2 separate regions of the Pan troglodytes genome follow, and region 1 is linked to region 2. Evidence: chromatin contacts called from public HiChIP or PLAC-seq data. All regions are on one chromosome and are shown on one strand. Each heading gives the region's core, a stretch centred on a gene start, on an enhancer-like site or on the middle of the called end of the contact. The rest is flanking DNA. Distances are from core to core; before and after follow the strand shown.

Region 1 (4,087 bases), core at 1,242-3,741, 310 kb after region 2:
GACATCCCTAATGGAAATACTGAATGGCAGATCTATTACTGTGGTACCATGTAGTGTGTAATAAATCTTGAAGTCCAGAAAGCAAGTATATTTGCTGTTTAGAGCTATACTTAAGGTATAGAGATTCTTTTCCACCTATGGTGTGTAAAATCAGTATTGTGTTTAATTTTGCAGGTTTTTCAAGGATCAACTAATGTGCAAATACAGTGGTGATATATTGATATTACATTTTAATAATGCTTTTGTATGGCACTTTATAGTTTTCAGACACCTTTTGTAACAGCCCTGTGAGACAGACAATATTATCCTTGTTGTACAGATGGGGGGGCTCTGGAGGCTCTGAAAAGTTTTTGGTGATATTCCCCTAAGTTTATACCACAAAATGATGGAGCCAGAATTTAGTTGCAGAACTTCTGACTCCAAGTCCAGAGTTCTTTACTAGACATCTGGTTTCTTACTAGCTTTTTGCTAGCTTTTTATTTTACAGTGAAAAGTATGGAAGCAAATCCTGATCATTTTGGCTTATTATCAAATACCATTTATTTTTTATTGCAGAGACCCAGCAGATGTAACTGTCATTGTAGCCATCCCAAAGAAAACCCTTCTTTGCCCTTTGCAGTGCCACTTATTTAGGTAACTGAAGTGTATTTCCAGTACAATTTGATTTTGAACTAAGATTTGATATAGAGTTGTAATTGCTTACATAACTCTTTGAAAATGTATCATCCCTGGGTTCTCAGGTGAAGGAGGCAATTCAAAAGTAAAAAAGAATATTCGAATACAATAAATACCCTCTGTTCTCACACAAATGCTGTTTCTTAGCTTTAACTTGCTTTGACAACCTACTGATGTAACTTCTTTGTTAATGTGAAATATTTATATTTTGCAATAAAATTACTAGTGTTGAATGAATCATGTGGTAAACTTAATCTCCTGTGTGTTGAAAAACTTGATCTTTTGTGAAGCCAAAGTTTCATGAATCCATCCATCTGTCTCTTAGGCCTTCTGTCATGCCATTTCCTCCGGCACCATTGTGTACACTGAATTCTTAGGAGATACTGTCAACTTCGTAAGGGAAGGTGTGTCCAGGAAGTGGACACTGGGCGCCTTAAAGAGGTCAAGGGCCCTCAGTGCACAGGGGAAGGTGGCCTTGTGATAGGTAAGGAAGTGGTGAGATGGTTGGCTGAGAAGAATTGGAAGAAAAAGTTGGATTGAGGACCTGTCCTTTTTGAATGAAGAAAAAGAAGCTGAAGCTTGGCTATCTTCAATACCAAAGACAGCTGTGCAGCACTGGTAGATTGATGAAGCTGAAGCGACAGGTTGAAGCACCGTGAAGCGCCTTTCAACGGTGCTTGGGAAAGAGCTTTCTGATGCCTCAGGTTGATGTACCCAGCTCATCAATCTGGTGTTATGGAAGAAGAAATGATCCAGGCCAAGGTGTCCGGGTGGACTGGCCAGCCTCAGATTCTTTTTTACTCTGATAGGTTCTCACTGGCAGATATGGTAGTTGACAAAACATTTTTTCATGCTTCTCAGTCTGTTGCTTAAGTCTGGAATTCCTTCACGGCGTGCATACTGCGGACAACCTCCTTTTGGCCTTGCTCCTGGAGACCTTAGAATAGGAGTCTTCAGCTCCCCGCCCCCATCGTGGGGCTCTGTGCGAGCTCAGAGTTGTGCTTACAGAACTGATTCTTATCCTTCTCCTCAAGTGAGTTGTCAGAAATACACACTTGGTGTTTTCATGCAATGAACAGTTATGAAGAAACTGCTCTGTGCCTGGCACTAGGAAAAAACTTTGAAAAATAGTTTTAAGAAGTAGTGTTGAACAGTAGATGAGGCTTTTTCATGTTTCTTTTAAATTTCTTTTGAATAAGTCTAAACAGTAGTGTGAAAGATATACTGACTTCCTGCCGAATACCCAGATACTCCATTAATGATTGCATTATCAAATGTTTCCCCTTCAATCCAGCTCAAAGTGTTTGTGAGAAATACATGGTGAAAGAATGAGCAGGGTGGAGTGGAAATTGGACCTTCCGGAGAAGCCCCAGGAAGACATTACCGCTGGAATTCCCGTCCCAGGGGAAAGGCCCCTCCCAACAGACTTGATTCTGGTTTTGGTCTACCAGTTTCAACCCCAGCACAGCTTCCAGAAGTCTTTGCGGGAATTCAGAGCTGATTTAGGACGAGTCACCTATCGAGAGGACGGGAAGCTTTGCTGGGGACGGTTGTCTGTCCAAGTAAGAGGAGGCCATGTGGCTGTGTGACAGATGTGTTTTGTTTCTCCTCGCCACCCTGGCGAGAAGGTGCCTGGAACCCATGGAAGGGGTCTGAGAAGAGAGAAGGGCGGGGCCATGTGGGGGCGGGACCCGGCTTAGGGGGTGGGGTTGCAGGGAGCCCACACCAGGCTGGACCGCGGGGGCGGGGCAGAGGCCGGGGGTGGGCGGGGACATACGGTGACGGGCGGCGGGGACGCAGGGTTGGGGGCGGAGCCCTAGGGGGGCGGGCCCCTGGGGGCGGGGTCTCGGTTGGCGCGAGTGTCCTGTCGCCGCCGCCCCGGGCGGGTGGGCTGACTGGCGGCAGGCTCGCCGCGGCGCGGAGTCCCGGCTGCGGGATAGACCGAGGGCCATGGCCGCCTCTCCCGGACCCGCCGGCGTTGGCGGCGCCGGAGCAGTCTACGGCTCCGGCTCTTCGGGCTTCGCCCTCGACTCGGGACTGGAGATCAAAACTCGCTCGGTGGAGCAGACGCTACTCCCGCTGGTTTCTCAGGTAAAGTGGCGCCTGGCGCGGCCCCTCTTCTCCTTCCCGCCGCGGCCCGCGATGGCGGCCGCCGCTCGCACGACCGGACGGGAGGCAGCCGCTGCCCCACTTTCCGCGCCGGCACTGCGGCGTTCTTGTCGGACCGCCTGTGTGGGGCTCCGGGACGGGCCTCGGCCCGGGCGGCGAGAGACTGGATAATCCAAACTCCGGCGGCAGGGTTGAGTGGACTCGGCAGCAGGGGAGGCTGCGGGGCGGGGGTGCCGGCCTGGGCCTTTGCCCCCAGTACCTGCCTCGGGTGTGCGGCTCCCGGGTGCCCCCGGCCGGGCGATGCCCCCTTCGCGGGGCGAGTGGTTGAGCCCAGCTCCCGAGGCAGAGAGGGCCCCCGCGGGGCCCCTCGCTGGCACTTAGGGCCCTCCTCGATAACCGACTTTGTCACCAGTTCGCAGCCTGGTCCCGAGCCCGGCTCCTCCGCCTGGGGTATTCCTCCCGGCCTCCCCGCCCAGCGTGCGCTCCATGATCCTTTGTCCCTCCCCGCCGTAGGTCAGTTCGCTGGCCTCCCATTCATCCCGGCCACCCTACCCCTTCCCCTGAACCTGCTGCTGCTCGCTTCTGCCCGCTTCTGTCCGGCCTCGTGGAAAAGTGACGTGGAGACTGTATGACAGTTAATCCAGATGCACACCGTTTTGCCAAGTCCCATTTGGGATGTGTGCGTTACTGTGTTTGCCAATCAGCTAACCGACGCCCTGAGTTTTAGGAAAGTTTTTGTTTCTCTGAGCTGGGTTATATGCAGCTTCAGGGCTAGAATTCCTCACTTAGGTCTGTGGTAAGATGCCAAGCACTGTGGGGAGTGAATTCTGTGCCTTCGGGAGCGCGTTGGCGATGTGTGACTCACATCTAGGTTGTAACCACTTCGTGACTCATACTAGGATTACCAAGATTTTAGAGGTAGAAGAAATCTTAAAGATTATCAGACTAAAAATTCTTTCTTTAGCATCCTTGACACCTGGCCACCAGTACCCTGCTTAAACATGTTCAGTGAAGGGGAGCCTGTAGCTGTTGCATAGAATTCTAAATGCTATTATCTCTTCTCCTGCCCAGCCCTGCACATATTTGAAAACAGCAGTCACACATGTCCCTGGATTCCTGTTATGCTGGTTAAATAAACATCCCTATTTTCTTCACCTTCGCATGGCTAACAGAGCAGTGATGAATATACCTGACACTCTCCCTCCCTTTTCCTGTGTCTCATTGAGGCTCTGACCAGTGGGAAGGGGCACTGGGATCCCTCAGTAATGTCAGACCCTCCGCTCCTCGCCTATCTCCACTAGCA
Region 2 (3,995 bases), core at 1,218-3,717:
GAGCAAGACCCTGTCTTGAAAGAAAGAAAGGGAGGGAGGGAGGGAGGGAGACAAAAAACTCCTATCTTCATATAGCTTAGGTCTAGTGGGAGAGAATGATCATGGATAAATCACAAAACTGAATGGGAGTAGAGGGCTTTGAAAACCATAATGCACCAAAGTAATATATTATTTATCTTTTGTGAAACAGAGTCTCACTCTGTCACCCTAGCTGGAGTGCAGTGGCATTACCTTGGTGCAATGCAGTGCACTGCAACTTCAAACTTCTGTGCACAATCAATCCTCCTGCCTCAGCCTCCCAAGCAGCTGGAAACACAGGCATGTGCCACCACGTGTGGCTAATTAATTTTTTTTTTTTTTTGGTAGAGATAGGGTTTCACCTTGTTGCCCAGGCTGCTCTCGAACTCCTGGGCTCAAGTGATCCTCCCACCTCGGCCTCCCACAGTGCTGGGATTACGGGTGTGAGCCACCACACCCAGCCATATTATTAATAGTGCACTCATATTAGTTTCCTGTTGCTGCTGGAATAAGTTACCACAAACTTAGTGGTTTAGAACAACACAAATGTATTATTTTACAATTCTGGAGGTTTCATGGGCTAAAATCAAGGCTGCATTCCTTCTGGAATCTCTAGGGGTCAATTTGTTCCTTATCTTTTCTAGCTTCTTTCAGCTACCCAGGTTCCTTATATCCTGGTTCCATTATGCTGACTTCTGCTGCCATTGTTGTGACACCTTCTCTGACTCTGACCCTCCTGCTTCCCTCTTATAAGGACCCTTGCGATTACGTTGGATTAATACAAGATAATTGCCCTACTTCAAACTCCTTAACTTAATCACATCTGCAAAGTCTTTTTGGCCACATAAAGGGACATATTCACGGATTCTAGCAATTGGTCTGCGGACATCTTTGGGTGGCTATCAGTCAGTGTGCCACAGCACTCCTGGGCTATATAGTAGGAAATGGACTATCCTTAGAAACCAGTAAGCAGAATTGGACTACCTTTGAACATCTGCTTGTGGCTGTATTCTATTAAATACAGTCTGGGGTGGAGCGGTGGGAGAGGAGTAGATTGGGTACCTGAAGGCCGATTACAGATGCCCTCTCAGAGAACACTGTCACATGGGAGACCTCCATAGTATCATAAAAAGAACATTAGACAATGAGTGAGGGTACTGGCTGCCGCCACTCAGGAGCTCTGAGACCTCGGACAAGGATATTACTTCTCTTAAGACCCGAACTCCAGTCCTATGTGACTTGGGGGTTACATAGAATACCTGGAAAGATTGGAGTGTGGACTAATGAAAATTCCATCCATGAAATCACCTCAGACAGCGCCTGATCCTTAATAAATGTCTGTTTTAGAATGCCTCATAAATGCACTCCTTCCTCTTTGTCTTTTTTTGCTGTGTCCACTGCGTTTTCCAGGCCTCTCAAACATCTTCACTTGCCTGCCAGTCATGCACACACCTCTGCCTGGCAGCAGAGGTAGTGGTTAGCAGCCAACAGCTTTGGAGCTGGGTGAAAGAGCTGGTCTTAACCATGGAATCTGGAGCCCGTCTCTTAAGCTCTCTAAGCTTCAGTTTCCTCCTCTGTACAATGGGGATAAGAACGTCTATCTAACCAGGCTGTTGTGGGGATTGAGATGATGAATGGAAAGGGCTTAGCACGGTGTTTGGCACAAGATTAAGGGAATGATAAATAGTAGTGTTATTCTTCCCAAGAGGCCTGACCTCCTTTCAGCTTCATCCTCTTCCACATTCCTCATTTAGCAGCACTGGTCAACCCTCTTCACTCGAAGCGGACCTTGAACTTGTATACTGGAGGGCCACTGCTTAGAAACAATTCCGTCTCTCTCCAATATTCTCACTGTGTCCTACACTATTCATTCTCAGAGCCTCAGATCTACTCTGCTTCTCAGTAATTTTCAACTTCACTAGCCTTCTCTGTTATTTATCCAGGCCTTTATGTCAATACTGGACCTGAGATCTTGAGGAAAGGTGTTTTCTTGCGTAGCATATTGGAAAAATACTTCCTCTCCTCGCCGGGCCTCAAGTTCCTTATGTGGAATGAGTCCACTGGACTGGAATGACTAAAAAAGTCCTTCCAGCTCTGAGATCTTAAATTGACAGAACTTAAGTAGCAAGGACCTTGTAGATTACCTTGTTGATTACCTAGTCCACCCCTCTCCTTTTCCAGAAGAGGAAACAGTGCTATTTTTTCATGGGGGAAAACTTAGTGCTATTCTGCCTGGTCTCCGGGGCAACGCTTCCCAGAGGGCACGCGGCCTTGTTTTCCTATCGGTGCAAAGGGGCACTCGGCGCCTCCAGGGCTCTGGGCGCCGGAAACACGTGTGTGCTCACCTACGTGTACACACGTGAGCACACCTACAGCAGCAGGGGGCGCTCGGGCCGGCAGGGGGCAGCACAGACCCGGCTTGCAATTACCCGGCGCAGCCCCGAGGGAGGAGGGCGTGCTGCAGTCCCGGCGGCGGCGGCGGCGGCGGCGGCGGCTGGAGGTGCAGCCTCCCAGGTGGGAGGCGGGGGCTGCGGGCGCAGGAAAAGGCGCCTTGGGAGCGGGCGCTCGGCGGGGCCTCCTCGGGCCCCGGGCGCGACGCGGCGAGTGGGAGCGAGCGCGCCAGGACCACGCAGGCGCCCTGCTCCGGCTGGCCCTCGGCCGGCGCGCGGCGCGGGAGCAGCCCGCAGCCCGCCTCCTGCGCCCCCGGCAGCCCCCTGGCAGCCCGCAGCCGCCCGTCGGGAGCAGCCCCTCGGCAGCCCGCGCAGGCCGCCGGCCCGGGAGAGCGCGCAGCGGCGGCGGCGGCGGGACGGCCCCGAGCGCGCCCTCCCGCCTGCGGCCACTCGCAGCCGGCGCTGGCCGGGCCGGCGCGCCCCGCAGGCGGCTAGAGCGCGGCCTCGGCCTCGGCGCGGGCTAGCCGCGGGCCGTAGCCCGCGAGAGGCGGCGCGGGCGGCCGAGGGCACTGACGGCGTCGCGGGACGCTCCCGGGCGGCGGCGCAGCGGCAGCGGCAGCGCAGGGGGCGGAGGCAGGGGGCGCCCCCAGCCAGGATGCTGCGGTTCCTGCGCCGGACCTTTGGCCGCCGCTCCATGCAGCGCTACGCGCGGGGCGCGGCGGGGCGCGGGGCCGCCGGGCTGGGGGACGAGCGCGATGGGGGGCCACGGGGGGGCCCGGCCGCCGCCGCCTCCTCCTCGGCGCTGCCCGCCGCGCCCGGGGGCAGCGTGTTCCCGGCTGGCGGCGGGCCCCTGCTCACCGGCGGCGCGGCCGTGCACATCTCCGCCGCCGGCGCCGCCAAGGCCACCCTCTACTGCCGCGTCTTCCTGCTCGACGGGACCGAAGTGAGCGTGGACCTGCCGGTGAGTGACGGGGCCAGTCTGGGGCACTGGCACCTCGCGCCCCTGGAGGCAGCTCCCCCTCCCCCAGTGCTTGCCTCGGGGGCGCTTCCCTTGCACCTCCCTGGGGATCCCCTCCCCCATCCCCTTCTCCGAGCACTCCTCAACCCTTTTTCTTCTTGGGCCACCCCGTCCCGGTCTCTTCCGGGGCCCCACCTTTGGCCCGCGCCCCCTCCTTGGCACATTGCGCCGCGGGGTTGTGATTTCTCTGGCGCCCACCTAGTCCTTGGGGCCTCGCCCCCTCCCCAGTACACACGGTCCCCAAGTCCCGAGACCCCGCCCCCCCTGGTGTGGGTGGCCGGCGCTCCCCTTCCGTCCCTAGCTTCCAGCAGGGGTCTTCCTGATACTGGGTTATTGGGTAGAAAATCTCAAATCAATGTGAGGCCGTCCCGGGGTGTCCAGCTTGTCCCCCCTCAAACTCGCCATCAGGCCTTGATGAGACAGCAGAGAGGAGATCCCCTCGCTTGCTGCTCGGCAGGCGCCCCAAGTTTGGGAGGCGGGGGTTAGACCATTTCTGCTCTCTGCTGATCCCTTCTGGATACACCCCATTCCCATTCCCTGAGCCCCATCTGCCCCGCAGCCTCCTCGCA

What was found. HiChIP or PLAC-seq counts read pairs in DNA pulled down with a chosen protein or histone mark.
Region 1: a contact with region 2 is called in an H3K4me3 HiChIP or PLAC-seq map of stem cell-derived excitatory neurons, with 2.1 times the contacts expected there. The contact joins the promoter of CTNNAL1 here to the promoter of EPB41L4B in region 2. A contact is called at or near these places in 1 of 7 Hi-C or Micro-C datasets (stem cell-derived neural progenitor cells) and 1 of 1 datasets of contacts at active chromatin or transcription factors (stem cell-derived excitatory neurons).

What each region holds. Positions count from the first base shown.
Region 1 is chr11:29,441,337-29,445,423 of NHGRI_mPanTro3-v2.0_pri, forward strand. It overlaps CTNNAL1 (catenin alpha like 1), which reads left to right and starts at 2,492. Exons shown (of 20, transcript XR_010148885.1): 1 at 2,492-2,766. It overlaps TMEM245 (transmembrane protein 245), which reads left to right. Exons shown (of 17, transcript XM_016961396.4): 17 at 1-912.
Region 2 is chr11:29,132,014-29,136,008 of NHGRI_mPanTro3-v2.0_pri, forward strand. EPB41L4B (erythrocyte membrane protein band 4.1 like 4B) reads left to right here and starts at 2,468. Exons shown (of 25, transcript XM_054658372.2): 1 at 2,468-3,369. The coding sequence starts at 3,064.